2 separate regions of the Gossypium hirsutum genome follow, and region 1 is linked to region 2. The links are chromatin contacts, called in public Hi-C maps. All regions are on one chromosome and are shown on one strand. The core of a region is the stretch at or near the end of the contact, and the rest is flanking DNA. Distances in the headings are between cores, read along the strand shown. Region 1 has its middle 9.5 kb from the start of LOC107951310. Region 2 holds the start of LOC107922663 (shaggy-related protein kinase alpha).

Evidence for each region. Hi-C and Micro-C count contacts between places; a contact is called where the count stands out from the background.
Region 1: a Hi-C map of leaf shows a contact between it and region 2, with 1.6 times the contacts expected there. The contact joins the enhancer-like site here to the promoter of LOC107922663 in region 2. A contact is called at or near these places in 4 of 34 Hi-C or Micro-C datasets (hypocotyl and leaf).

The regions. Positions count from the first base shown.
Region 1 is chrA12:84,181,625-84,188,964 of Gossypium_hirsutum_v2.1, forward strand. No RefSeq gene overlaps it. Among protein-coding and RNA genes, the nearest start is that of LOC107951310, 9.5 kb to the right of the region's middle. Within about 2 kb of position 1,302, at least 2 of the 9 cell types and tissues checked have an H3K27ac peak or open chromatin away from gene starts, as enhancers often do. A contact at or near this core is called in leaf, where this site is marked.
Region 2 is chrA12:84,127,275-84,133,999 of Gossypium_hirsutum_v2.1, forward strand. It overlaps LOC107922663 (shaggy-related protein kinase alpha), which reads left to right and starts at 3,913. Exons shown (of 13, transcript XM_016852796.2): 1 at 3,913-4,170; 2 at 4,568-4,779; 3 at 4,884-4,976; 4 at 5,067-5,126; 5 at 5,237-5,509; 6 at 5,644-5,718; 7 at 6,181-6,237; 8 at 6,331-6,471; 9 at 6,559-6,609. The coding sequence starts at 4,666.

The sequences.
Region 1 (7,340 bases), core at 52-2,551, 52 kb after region 2:
ATAGGAAGGTTCCTTCGTATTTCAATGACGAAATTTCCATCACTAATGTGATGATGAATAGTAATTAAAATTAAAATTTTAATGTTAATTTGATATTTGATTTGAGTTCGATTGAATGTTAATTTTTAAGATAAAGTAATTTTGTCTATCTCAAACTCGAATATAAAGTTTAATCGTACTTAAACTTAAGCTCATTCATACTTAAACTCTTTTTATAATATAATAGTAGTAAAAATATAATTTCATAATATAAAAATATATAAAATGAAAAGCTTGATTAAATTTGTGAATTGTTCTAATTAAGGATGGAAAAAAAATTATATTAGATAGGTTCTGACTTGACTTGACTCGATAGATTTGAATTTTTTAATTTTGAAATCGGGTTCGGGGTAGATCAAGTCAAGTATTTTTTTTATAGTGATCAAGTGAAGCTATCGTCGGGTTTAGAGAAAATCCACCCTACCCTGGCTTGAGATAATTACAAAATTAGTCTTATATATAATATATTAATATTAGATCCTCGTTTCTATTATTTGTGCCACGCACCTCTATATTCTTCTCCCAAGCAGTGGCAGAGCCAATTTTTTTTTTTGAGGGGCCAAAATTAAATTGTTTATTTTTACAATAGTAAGAACGTAATTTTACAATTTTAATAGTCTATATCTTTATAATTTTAAAGGATTTAATTAAATTTTTATCATTTTTAGAGGGTCAAAGTGTAATTTTACTATTACTAATTTAAAATTTTATAAATTATAAAGGACCTAAATAAAAAATTTTCCATTTTAAGGGAACTGTGCCCCTGCCAGCCATAGCTCCGCCACTGCTCCTAAGTTAAGCCTTTTTACTTATTTTCGTAGCATAAATGAAATATAAAGACAATTTAATGCGAAAAATAATAAAATTATATTTCATACATAACAACACTATCTTAGATAAAAAAAAATTGTATTAAAATATGAAAATTTGCATATCAATTAGGTTAAATTTAGGTTTAGATTCGAGACATATGAGTAGTACATCTAGTTGAAGTTGGAGCAGGCAAAAATTTGACCCACCTCGTCTTATTACCATCTTTAATTCAAAACAGGTGTTACAATGCTCAAATTTGATATCATAAATACCAAATTAAATTTAAAATTTTTTTAATCTAACTCAAATAACATAAAAGCACTAATGTCTAAATTACAATCCTAAATCCATCTCATAAAAGTTGTAAATCAGTGTTACATGTAACACTAAGCCCAAGTGTAGTTCCATGCAGTCCAACAACACATATTAGGACCTGTGTTTGATTTGGGTCTCTCAAGAAATTATTGTTCTTGAGCTGTGGTCGGTTGGCCCATCTAATTTTAAAATATTCAAATGTACAAAACTATATAATTTTTAACCTAGAGATGAAGTCAGAAAATCCTTTTAAGGTGTCAAAATTAAATTATAATTTTTATAATAATAAAAATGTAATTTCATCATTTTAATACAGTATATATTTATAATTTTTAAAGAATTAAATTAAATTTTATTATTTTAAGAGGGTCAAATTACAATTTTACCTTTACTAAATTTTTAAAATAAATTTTAAAAAGTAAAAATCATCCCAACAATTCCCTAGCTACGCCCTGCTCAAATCAATGGAGTGCTTTGCAAAGAGAATGGAGAATAATATTCTTTGTATTTTACATCTTATTTTTTATTTTATATATTCATAATCTTCCACTTAATCTTTGAATCCCTAATTAAAAATGGTCACTTGAAGACCTTACGTGTCACTGACTGATTTGAGTGTATTTTTTTGGTGAATTTACTTGGAAAGTCCCCGTATTATAGGATTAGATCAAATTAGTCTCTATATTATTAAATAAATTAATTTAATTCTTATACTATTAAAAAGAACTAAATAAAGTCAAATTAGAAAAGAGTATTTACGGTCTAACAGAATTCATACTCTTAAAGTTTTTATGATTTTGTAAATGAAATCTTTTGCTTAAAATTGAGCTGTAATTGGAAAGAATTTTTTAAAGATGTTTTTTTATATAGTAAATGTTAACTATATTACAATTTCTAACTTATTTGATTCCTTTTAATAATATCAAGACTAAATCAGCCCATTTAATAATAGAAGGACTAATTGGATCTAATCCCTATAATATAGGGACATCCTATATACTTTAACATATATATTTTTTTTGTTTGAAGATCTTGAAGTTGACAAAATCTTGGAGAACTTAGAAGTATTCAATTCTTTTTTTGAGTTATACTCTGCCAACTAATACTCGAAGGACTTATGTTTTATTTAGTTATTTAACTTTTTTTTTAATTAAGTACATAAGTTTGGTTTCAATATTTAATTTGATATTTATGCTTTTTTTTTATCTCAATTAAGTATATACTTTTTTTTACCAGAGCACACGTGTTAAATATTCATTGAGCCACATGACACTATTTAATTTAGGTACCAAATTGAACATTAAAGCTATTGTTATATTAATACATTGAAGTCAAATTCAAGTATCAAATTGGGATAAAAAAATACTCAAATACCAAACTAAACATTAATGTTAAATTTAAGTATCGAATGATATATTATCGTAAGTACATATTCCAAAGTTAAAACACGACATGTAGGATTAAGTCATTTGATTCTATAGGTTTCAATTAAATTTACCAAATTATATAAACAAGTCCAAGCTGAAGGTGGTTGTAGTGGAAATTTCAAAGGACCAATTAGTAATTTCTTATAAGAACATAATCTTCTTGATTCCCGTAATCTCTTTTTTTTTTTTTTAAATTATTGTCTTTCTTCCTACTTTCTTCTTCTTTCTTCTTTAACAATTCCTTCATTTTAAGTACAAATCCAAGTGTTCTTAAAAAAGAAATTGTAAAACAATCATAAAACATAAAAGGGTTTGATGAAGAGGAAAAACATGGAAGCAAAAACAAAGGAGACCCCACCAGTTGAGCATAATAAAAATGATGATGATGATGATGATGAAGAAGAGATGAATGCTTTTTTCACATTGGTAAGAAATATTAGAGATGCTCATCATAACCAGATGATGATTGGGTCTCAAGATACAAAGGAGAAAGTAGCCATGAAATCAACTTGGATCCCTTCTTTTCAATGGGAAGACTTTGCTGCCGAGGTTCCACCAAATAATAATACCACCACCACTGCAGCTACATCCCTTCTTGTTGGTGCAAGAGGCAGCAGCAAGCTGTTTCTAGTCTTGCTTGAGTAGTAAGCCTCGAGGCTTGGTGAAGAAGCAAACTCGAAAGCAGAAAAAACAGAAAGATGAAGCTAGCAAGTGAAAACAGAAAAGAGAGAAAGAGATTGAATGAAAATGAGCTGATATTTTTCATTAACACATGAACAAGGCATTAAGCCATTACATATATCAGTCAATAAGTAAAACAAACAAGTAATCACCTACTAACATACCTAACACCACTAAAATGCCTAGTAACTTGGTAAACTTGATTGAAAAACAAAAACTTCTACCTAAGCTTGTCATTCAGCACCTAATTACATCAAAATGCAGCTACCAACTAAGTTTGATCCTAACTAAATACAAAACATTCAATTAAGGAAACCAAATGAATAGCTTCAGCTTGCTGCATCAATTTGCTGTTGAAGCACGTTCCTTGCATGGCCACCTTTGCTGCTACATGGGAGCTGACTTCATCACTCCTCCTCAGCTTCTATGCAGCAGACTCCTAGCTTCCTCTTCAGGCTTAGAAATCTTGATACACCAAGAGGCTTTGTGAAGATATCGGCAATCTGATTTTCAGAACTGCAATGGATTAGCTCGATTTCTTGAGCTTGTTCCATTTCTCTTATCACATGGAGTTTGATGTTGAAATGTTTTGTCCTGCCATGAAAGACAGGATTTTTAGCAATAGCAACTGCTGACTTGTTGTCACAATGTATCACAGTTGCTTCATTCTGCTGTAGATTCAAGTCACTCAAAATTTTTCTCAGCCACATAGCTTGATTAACAGCATTGGCAGCTGCTACATACTCTGCTTCTGCTGTCGATTGAGCCACCATTGTTTGTTTTCTTGAGCTCCAACAAATCATAGCTGAGCCAAGTGTAAAAGCATAGCCAGAAGTGCTCTTCATGTCATCGTTTGAACCAGCCCAATCGCTATCAGTGTAGCCAATCAGTTTCAACTCTTCAGCCTTTCTAAACTGTATTCCATGGTTTAAGGTACCTTTAATGTATCTTAGCACCCTTTTCCCAGCCTTGTAATGTTGCTGGTTACAGCAGTGCATGAACCTTGATAGCATGCTTACAGCAAACAGAATGTCAGGTCTTGTTGCTGTCAAATACAATAAACACCCAACAAGGCTTCTGTAATCTGTTTCACAAACAGATTCATGTTCCTCCTGGCTCGATAGCTTTATGCCAATAGCCATTGGTGTGCTCACTGGTTTACAATTCTCCATTGAGAATTTAGCCAGCACTTTCAAGGCAAATGTCTTTTGTTTCAAGAAGATTCCTCCTTCTATTTGATTGACTTCCATTCCTAGGAAATATGTCATCAATCCCAGGTCTGACATCTCAAACATTTCCTTCATTCTTGCTTTGAAATCAACCATCATAAACTTGTCTCCTCCAGTCACTAGAAGATCATCAACATATAGTGACACAATAAGCTGTGTTTCAGCTCCATTCCTCTTAACATAGAGTGTTGGCTCACTAGCACTCCTTTCAAATCCCAAACTGACCAAATATGAGTCAATTCGAGCATACCAGGCTCGAGGGGCCTGTTTTAGGCCATACAAGGCCTTTCTTAGCCTATACACCAAATGTTCCTTACCAGGCACTATAAAACCTGGGGGTTGCTCGATGTATATCTCTTCTTCTAGAAATCCATTGAGGAATGCAGACTTGACATCCATTTGGTGGATTGTCCACTGGTTCTGAGCAGCAACTGCAATCAGCAATCTGATTGTATCGAGTCTGGCTACTGGAGCAAATGTTTCCATGTAGTCCAGACCATACCTTTGACTGAAGCCCTTTACAACTAGCCTGGCCTTTAGCTTGTTTAAGCTTCCATCTGCATTGTGCTTCACTCGATAGACCCATTTTACACCGATAGTCTTTCTGTTGGCAGGCTTTTCAACCAACTCCCATGTCTGATTCTTTACAATCATGTTGATTTCATCAACCATAGCTTGTTTCCAACCTTCATCTGCCTCAGCCTCTTCAAAACTGCTAGGTTCTGCTATTGCAACCTGTGCCCTTTCATAAATATCTTCTAGGGGCCTTGTGCCTCTCACAGGCACATCATCAACATCCATTTCAGGTCCTAGCTGCTCAAGTTCAGCTTGATTAGGCACTAGGTCTTCTGAAACTGCTTCTGGCTCATTTTTCTCCCAATTCCAGCAGGCTTTCTCATCAAAGATGACATCTCTGCTCACCTGGACTTTGTTTATCAAGGGATCCAGAACCCTGTAGCCCTTTTTGACTGAGCTGTAGCCTACTAGAACACCTGGTTGAGCTCTTTTAGAGAGCTTGTCTCTCTTTGCTGCTGGTATTTGTGCATAACACAGGCAACCAAACACCTTCAGGTGTGCCAAGGAAGGCTTGAAACCAAACCAAGCCTCGAAAGGTGTCTCGGATGCAAGAGCTTTAGTAGGAAGCCTGTTCTGAAGGTAAACAGCAGTGTTTACTGCCTCAGCCCACATGGTCTTGGGCAGTTTCTTCTCAAACAGCAGACATCTGGCCATATCCATCAGACTTCTATTCTTTCTTTCAGCTACCCCATTCTGCTGAGGTGTGTAGACATTTGTAAGCTGATGTTTGATACCAGCATCATTGCAAATGGCTTGAAACTGAGCTGAAGTGTACTCAGTGCCATTATCAGTCCTTATCGATTTCAGCTTGCAACCTGTTTCTGTTTCTACAGCATTTTTAAACTTCACAAACACTTGAGCTACCTCAGACTTGTGTTTTAAAAAGAAAATCCAGCAAAACCTTGTAAGATCATCAATGAAGAGGATGAAATACCTGTTTTTGCTGAGTGATTCAGTCCTCATCGGGCCACATACATCAGAGTGCACCAGCTGCAGTCTTTCAGTAGCTCTCCAAGCTGAATTTGTAAGAAATGGCAGTCTTGCCTGTTTCCCCATTTGGCAGACTTCACACACATCATCATGCTCCACTGAGCTGGTGAAGTTCTCTGCCATGCCCTCTTTGGCCAATCGAGCCATTGATCTGAAGTTGGCATGTCCAAGCCTTTGATGCCAAAGCTTGGAGTCTTCAACAGAGGCTGTGTATGCTGAGTTTGAGTCATTTGCCCAGTGAACCTCAAAGCATTTATCAGTCATTGTGACTGTCATAAGGCTTGATCCACTTGGATCAGTAATATGGCATTGTTTATCCTTGAACACAACAGAATAACCTTTCTCGAGCAGTTGAGCTATGCTGAGAAGGTTTCTGTCAATCTGAGGTACCAACAACACATTTGGAATGATCTTATTGCCTGTGGGAGTACATATCAGCACTTCTCCTCTTCCTTCAGCCCTTATAAACTGACCATTTCCAACCTTGACCTTGGTTTTATAACTTCTGTCCAAGGTTTTAAACAAGGAGGCATCTGGTGACATGTGGTTAGTGCAACCACTGTCCAGCAACCAGCCTTTGGAGCATTTCTTCTCAGAAGCTACACAAGAAACAGCAAAGACCTGTTCTTCTTGATCACTACTGTCCTCAGCTACTCGAGCTTCAACCTTTGACTGCTGAAGTTGATTCTGCCTTGGCTTACTTCTGTTTTTGCAGACCCTTTCAACATGGCCCTTCTTCTTGCAGTGTTGGCATACTGCATCTGGCCTAAACCAGCATCTGTCTTCTGGATGGCCAGGCTTCTTGCAATATCTGCAGGGCTGGTCATTGCACCTTGCAGCATCAGGCTTAGGCCTGTTCTTCCAAGGCTTTTTGCCTCGTTGAGCATTAGTGCTCGAGGTTTCTCTGGCCTTGACTTGAAATGCACCTTCTTGGTGATCTTCAGCTCTGCTAGCTCTCCTTTGTTCCTGAGCATAGAAGGTGTTGATTAACTCAGTCAAAGAGATGCTAGCAAGGTCTCTTGAGTCCTCTAGGGAGGATATTTTGGCCTCATATCTCTCAGGCAAAGTGGAGAGGACTTTCTCCACAATTCTTGCCTCATCAAAGTGCTCACCTAGGAGCCTTATGCTGTTAACCACTGCCATAATTCTATCTGAGTACTGCTTCACTGTTTCTTCTTCCTTCATCTTCAAATTCTCGAAATCCCTTCTCAAGTTTAACAGCTGCTGTTGCCTTGTTCTCTCAGTGCCTTGAAACTCCTCCTTAAGCTTA
Region 2 (6,725 bases), core at 2,663-5,162:
AAATTTTATATTAAGCTTTATTATTGTTGTTGTTAAAAGTAGGTTTTCATTACAATGCCCTAGGTGCTCATTTTGTTTTTCATGTTTGACATCCAGTACATCATCTATAGGCAAATTCCAAATGCCATGCAAAGGACATTAACGACATTATAAAATGAAAAGAAAATTAACCATAATGATAAATTAATTTTTATATTTTTTTCTTTTGAGTTAAATTTAATCCTTAACTTTTTAAAAGAGTCGAATTTTGACCATCAATTTTTTCAAAAATAACTAAATTGTTGTTTCTTTTAACTAAAAAGCTAATTAAAACGTTAAATTTTTAAACACAAAAGCTTACATGGCAATTTACGCCTACTTCATGCTACTTTTTTTTGAAATTTTATAAATTTGGAATTATTTTTATTTTACTGAATATTTTTATAATTTTTAAATTATATATTGAAGTGACATATACAACTCATTGTGTCATAATAACATGAAATACACGTACATTATCACACGAACATTGTTAAAATTTATTGCTTTTTCAGCATTTCCGTTAAAAAAATAAATTGACTCTTTTTAAAAGATTAATGATCAAATTTAGCTAAAAGAATACATTTAAATTATACAAAAAAAAATCAAAATCAAAATGTACGGACTAAAACCTCAAAATTGACCAAAACCCTTTTAAAAGTTGCGGGGTTTTTTTTTCAACCTAACTATTTAAAATAGTAATAATTGTCACTGTTAGCCCGCCTAGCCACCACTTGCATAAAATTTTCAAATCTATACCCTAAAACCCTCAAAGGCTAAATAGTTTTTTATTTTTTTCAATTAAATATCAAAATTTCAAAAGCTGGAAATTTTGGATTGAATCAAACGTTTTGCCAGATGGTCATATTTTGTAGGTATTGACTTATTTCAATTAAAATATTCAAAGGGTTCAATACATTTATTATTGCTTTTAAACTTTAACCTTTGAATGATTCCATTTTGGATTGTAAATTCATCCAAACCTTCATCTTTATCCATTTTTCTACTCTCCTTTGGATTATTAGGAATCTCAATTAATTGCACACCTAATTATTTTTAGTATTAACATTATTATCAGTGTAAGAAGCCGTGAATCTGAACATGTTAAAACGTATTAGGATGGATTTAGATGGATGGTACATTTAATTGCAGTTAATGTAAAAACAGCGATGGCGGTGAGATTAGATACTATAGCATGAGACAAAAAATAAGTTAAACATATCGCATCCAATCGCTCATCTAAATTCACCCTTAATCTCCTATTTAGGAGATGGAGAAAAATTAAGATAGTTCTAAGTATTATATCAAAAATAGTAAATATGGTAAGAGATTAAAACACGATTAATATTAAAAAAAAATGATTTTATAAGCTTTTGTTTTTGTTGATAAATTGATAAGGAAATTTTAAAAAAATAGAAAAATAAAAATATAGAATTTAGTATATACATATTTTTAACTTTTTTATTTCAATTTACAGAGTACTTAGTTTAAAATGGAAAAAAAATGCAGTGTGTGTAAAGTGGCAAAAAGGGCAGGCCTTAATTATGTTATAAGGTGGAATTTCATATTAAAGTCCAATCAATCATGGCCAGACACCAATAAAAGCTAAGTTGCAGATGGTAAAGTACAGGGGTAGTTTAGTCAAATTAGCTCTTTCCTCGAATTATTTAGATAAATTGCAATCAAAGAATATATTTCAAAACTCGTCCTTGTGATTTCATGGAGAGAAAAATATTATTCTCGACTTACCAAACCATTGATCTCACAATCCTTAAGAGATATATGGAAAAAGGGTTTCTACTGGCCTTACTAATTCATCACCTTTCAGGCTTGACAAAATTGTTCATCTATGGGGTAGAATGCTTGATTGGAAGGATTTAAATCGAGTTAATCTTCTATTAATAACTCCTCTCTTTACATAAGATCAACTATATAGTTTACATTTGGTTTCAACATTCTTCAAACTAAAATAAAGAGGTGTGCAACTCTTTGAGATAGTGTTATTGAAGTATTGGGCCCAATTGCATCAAAACCGTGTGTACAAGTGACTGACAAGTTCACCTTAATGGTAAAGGGTTTAATCCATGCCAACAACTTTAAACTTTCTATTTGGTCAAATCTATTCCCATTTAGTAAATGCACAACTTTCAAATAAGTTTATCATTAAAATTAAAATTATTAGATTTTAACAAAGTTTGCCAAAAAATACATATACAAAATTTATATTTATTATTAAAATTTTCCTAACACTACCATCAACCTGATTCTAATTTAGTTGCGAAATTATCAAAAACTTATTATTTTTACAAAACAACAAACGTTATATTATGGGTAATTTTGTCTTCTTATATTTTTATGTAAAATCTAAAAAAATACATACACTTTATTGAATTTGAGCTAATGTAGTCAATACCGTATCATGGCGTATTATTTTTATCTTGGTTATGGTACGTACAGATGACAACAATATATTGATGTACCGTTTCAGGTTTATCGACATTTAAAAATATTTTTACATTTATATATCTATAGTATAATTCTTTATTTCTCGATAAATTATCTATACATTTAAATATTTTTCATTATATATTTATAGTTTAATTTTAATAATTATATATTATTTTGGTAAATAAATATATATTATATACATGCACATATATCTATATAAATATATTTATATTTAAATATAAGTTTTAAAATTATTAATTAGTTTCAATTATATAATTTAATAATTATGAATTTTAAGTGGTATTTGGTTGGTCGAACCTTACATTACTACCTATAATATTACATTTCATAATGAGATTATGGTGTTTGAATTTTTAACGTTCCAACCATACTATAATCTTACATTCTTGAAGAATGTCAAGATGTCGTAATATATAGTGCAATCTAATTACGACTACTTTTTTAAGTTATGTAAGATTCTGGGCGAAATCTAAAATTACCCGTTATATTCATACTGTTTTGCAATTTATTGCATTGATTGTTAATGATCCGTTACCAATTTTATTAATGGTTTCAATTGTTTTATTTAAAAAACAAAAACATCGTAATGATAATATTAATTATATTTTAAAAGAATGAGTATTTATATAATTTAATAATTGAGTTGATATTTTGGTTAAATTATTCAATTTAATTTTTATGATAAAATCAAGGTGTACTTAAAATGAATTTCGTAAGTTATTATAATTTTATGACAAATATAAGAGTAAAAATTGTTGAACTTATAAAAACAAAAATTTTAGAGTAAGGACAAATTAATAAAATTTGTTTTTAGGTAAATTTATTTTCTAGACGAATCTATCAATTCAGCTAAATAAAATAATTTTATATTTCACTCTTAATCTTATTACAAAACTAATTTAAAATTTAGTTAATTAAACACACCCTAAATATAATTATAAAAAAATTTAAAGTTTTCATAATTGGATGGATGGACAAACTAATTAAGTTATCAGTTCGACGATAAAAATATTAAAATTCCCAATTTAACCTCCTAACTCATGGGTTAATTGGTATAATAACTTTCTTCGAATTGTCTCGTTCAATTTAAACAATATTGAAAAATCAAAATAATAATATAAAAAAATAAAATTAATTTAAAATTTTATACCAATCATGTAAATTAATATACATGAATACAAATCGATATTGACTGAACAGAATTTAAGACCGAAATGATACGTAATATTACCATTTCAATCAAACCAATATTTAAATAATATTAGAGTAAATAATATATGCGGTGGTGGGAACAGTTGGATTCAAAACTTGAAAGGGAGAGAAAGTTGAAAGTGAGGCCCACACACTGTGTTCGAAGTTTGAACGGTCAAAAAGGAAGACCCTACTTTACTGTTGAAAACCGAGAAAAAGCAAAATAAATATTGTAAAAATGAAAATTAAAAAACAAATATAAATCTTTCTTTTGACTGTCATCAACCACAATACCACCAACCAACACCTCCTCTCTTCCCCTCCCCGCCCCCCAAAAAAAAAAAAATCAACTTCCTCTCTGAAAAAAAAATCTTCCATAAACGACGATCTTTATCCGCAACTTCAAAGATCCGTTTTAAGATCCGAATTCCCTGCCCGTATTTTCCCTCTCGTGATTCCACCTCAGTACGTACCGATTTCTTGACCCGCTCGGTAATGAATTTCATCCATACCTTTTTTTCTTTTTTGGTTGTGAATCTAATGGTTTCCTTGCTTTGATGTTAGATCGAAAATTTTTAAAATTTTTGTTAATTTTTTTGCTTGATCTTTACTTAATCTTAGATCCATCTTTCCTTCTAGGGTTAGATTTTTTCCGCCCTGCCGGAAAGGAAACATCTATAATGAACTTAAAGCGCTATAGTTAATGTACTAAGGAAGAATAACGGTTTGCGTTTGATTTCATTTTATGCAAAATCTGTAGCTAATATGTTTTTTTTTGGAAAAATTTTGCGTTAAAATTTTTTCTTCTTCTAAGGATTAGAGATTTCAAAGCTGTATTGTTGGTTTATGTAAGGATGAAACGTTGACATTTCTTTTTATGTGTTTACAGGTAATTTTTTGAGTTTTTTTGGGGCTGTTTTTAAAAGGAGCTTGATATTCGACTGAGGATCTGTGAGATTATCGTTTTTTGCTTTTTAGTTTAGTCCGATGGCTTCTATAGGTATGGCGCCTACTTCTGGGTTAAGAGAACCTAGTGGGAATGCAGTTGGTGTTGATAGATTACCTCATGAAATGAATGATATGAAAATTAGGGATGACAAGGTATGTTGATTTGGTTTCATGGTTTCTTTGCTTTGATTCCATTAATTGGTTGTTTGATCTTCCGGATCGGTTTTCGGTTTTATAAAAGCTATTACTATTTGTAGGAAGTGGAAGCAACTATAGTTGATGGTAACGGAACCGAAACTGGGCATATTATTGTCACCACTATTGGGGGTAAAAATGGCCAGCCTAAACAGGTTAGTTTTATAATTTTCTCCTTGAAAACTATAGGGTCGGGTTTTTGGATGTTTGATGGTTTTCTAACTTAATCTTTCTTTCATTTTCAGACAATAAGCTATATGGCCGAACGTGTTGTTGGGCATGGATCATTTGGGGTAGTGTTTCAGGTACACATTAGTTTCATCCATTTCTTACTTGGTTTGAAGATATGTTCATATTTTCATATTTTAAGTTTGAGTTTTAGGTTTTGTACTAAATTATATATGTTGTATATCAGGCTAAATGTTTAGAGACAGGCGAAACTGTTGCTATTAAGAAGGTTCTTCAAGACAAGAGATACAAGAACCGTGAATTGCAAACCATGCGTCTTCTAGACCACCCCAACATTGTCTCTCTGAAGCATTGTTTCTTTTCAACTACTGAAAAAGATGAGCTCTATCTTAACCTGGTGCTTGAGTATGTTCCGGAGACTGTCCACCGAGTTATCAAGCATTATAATAAGATGAACCAAAGGATGCCACTGATATATGTTAAACTCTATTTTTACCAGGTATCAGCTTGGTTAAAATATTCACTTTTGCTATCTTATTTCTACCTTCTTTTTTCTCTATGGTAACAAGAATCCGGGATACAGTAATATGCAAACCCTTTCATGAAATTGGTTTTGTTTTGGTCTTAATGCAGATTTGTAGAGCACTTGCTTACATTCATAACAGTATTGGTGTGTGCCACAGGGACATAAAGCCACAAAATTTATTGGTATGTCCAAACAACTTGCTAAACGCTTTCCATTGGCAGTTACTACAGCTTTATTAGTTTTAAAATCTTAAATGATTGCCGGACAAGCATTGCCTGGAAATAGTTTGGTGGTTCACCGTAATTATAAATCCAAAAAGATCATTTGTAGTTTGGAAAGGGAAGATACAATCCAGCATTCTGAAGAATCTATGTACTACATTGTAACATGAAACTGGAAACTTAAGCTGAAGAGCTTTTGGATCTCATAATTTTAAACAGAAAGGATCTGTAAGGTTATTGAGGCATTTATATCACCAATAAATTCGGTTAACAATATTGCCACCATGACGTCCCTTGTCATGACGCTATAGGTCATGTTATTTACTTTGAGGAGTAACTTAGGTTTCCAATCTTATCTGCTTATCATTTTGTACATATAAACTAAAATTCCTACTCTTATTAATACAATGATTCCTGTTTCAGGTCAACCCGCACACTCATCAGCTAAAACTGTGTGATTTTGGAAGTGCCAAAGTTTTGGTATGTATGATAGAATCTCAATTTTTTGTCTAGTCGCTTCTTCAGTCACTACCTTATTGTTCGTGAGCCTAATTTTGATTTTAACTTTGTCAGGTGAAAGGGGAACCAAACATATCTTACATCTGTTCTAGGTACTATCGAGCACCTGAATTAATATTTGGTGCAACTGAATACACCACAGCCATTGACATCTGGTCTGCTGGCTGTGTTTTGGCTGAGCTATTGCTTGGGCAGGTACATGTTTCCTTGCATATATTTTTTGCTTATTTATATGCATTTTCCCTTTATATTACTTAACAACTACTATTTTTGTGACTCCAGCCTCTGTTTCCTGGTGAGAGTGGAGTAGACCAGCTTGTTGAAATTATTAAGGTACATTTTAGTTCAATATTCTCATCAATAATAGTTTTATCATGATGTTATTGGAAAAATTAATGGGTAAAACATGATGGATGGTGGCTTTTATGTAGCCTATTGCTCCATTATGC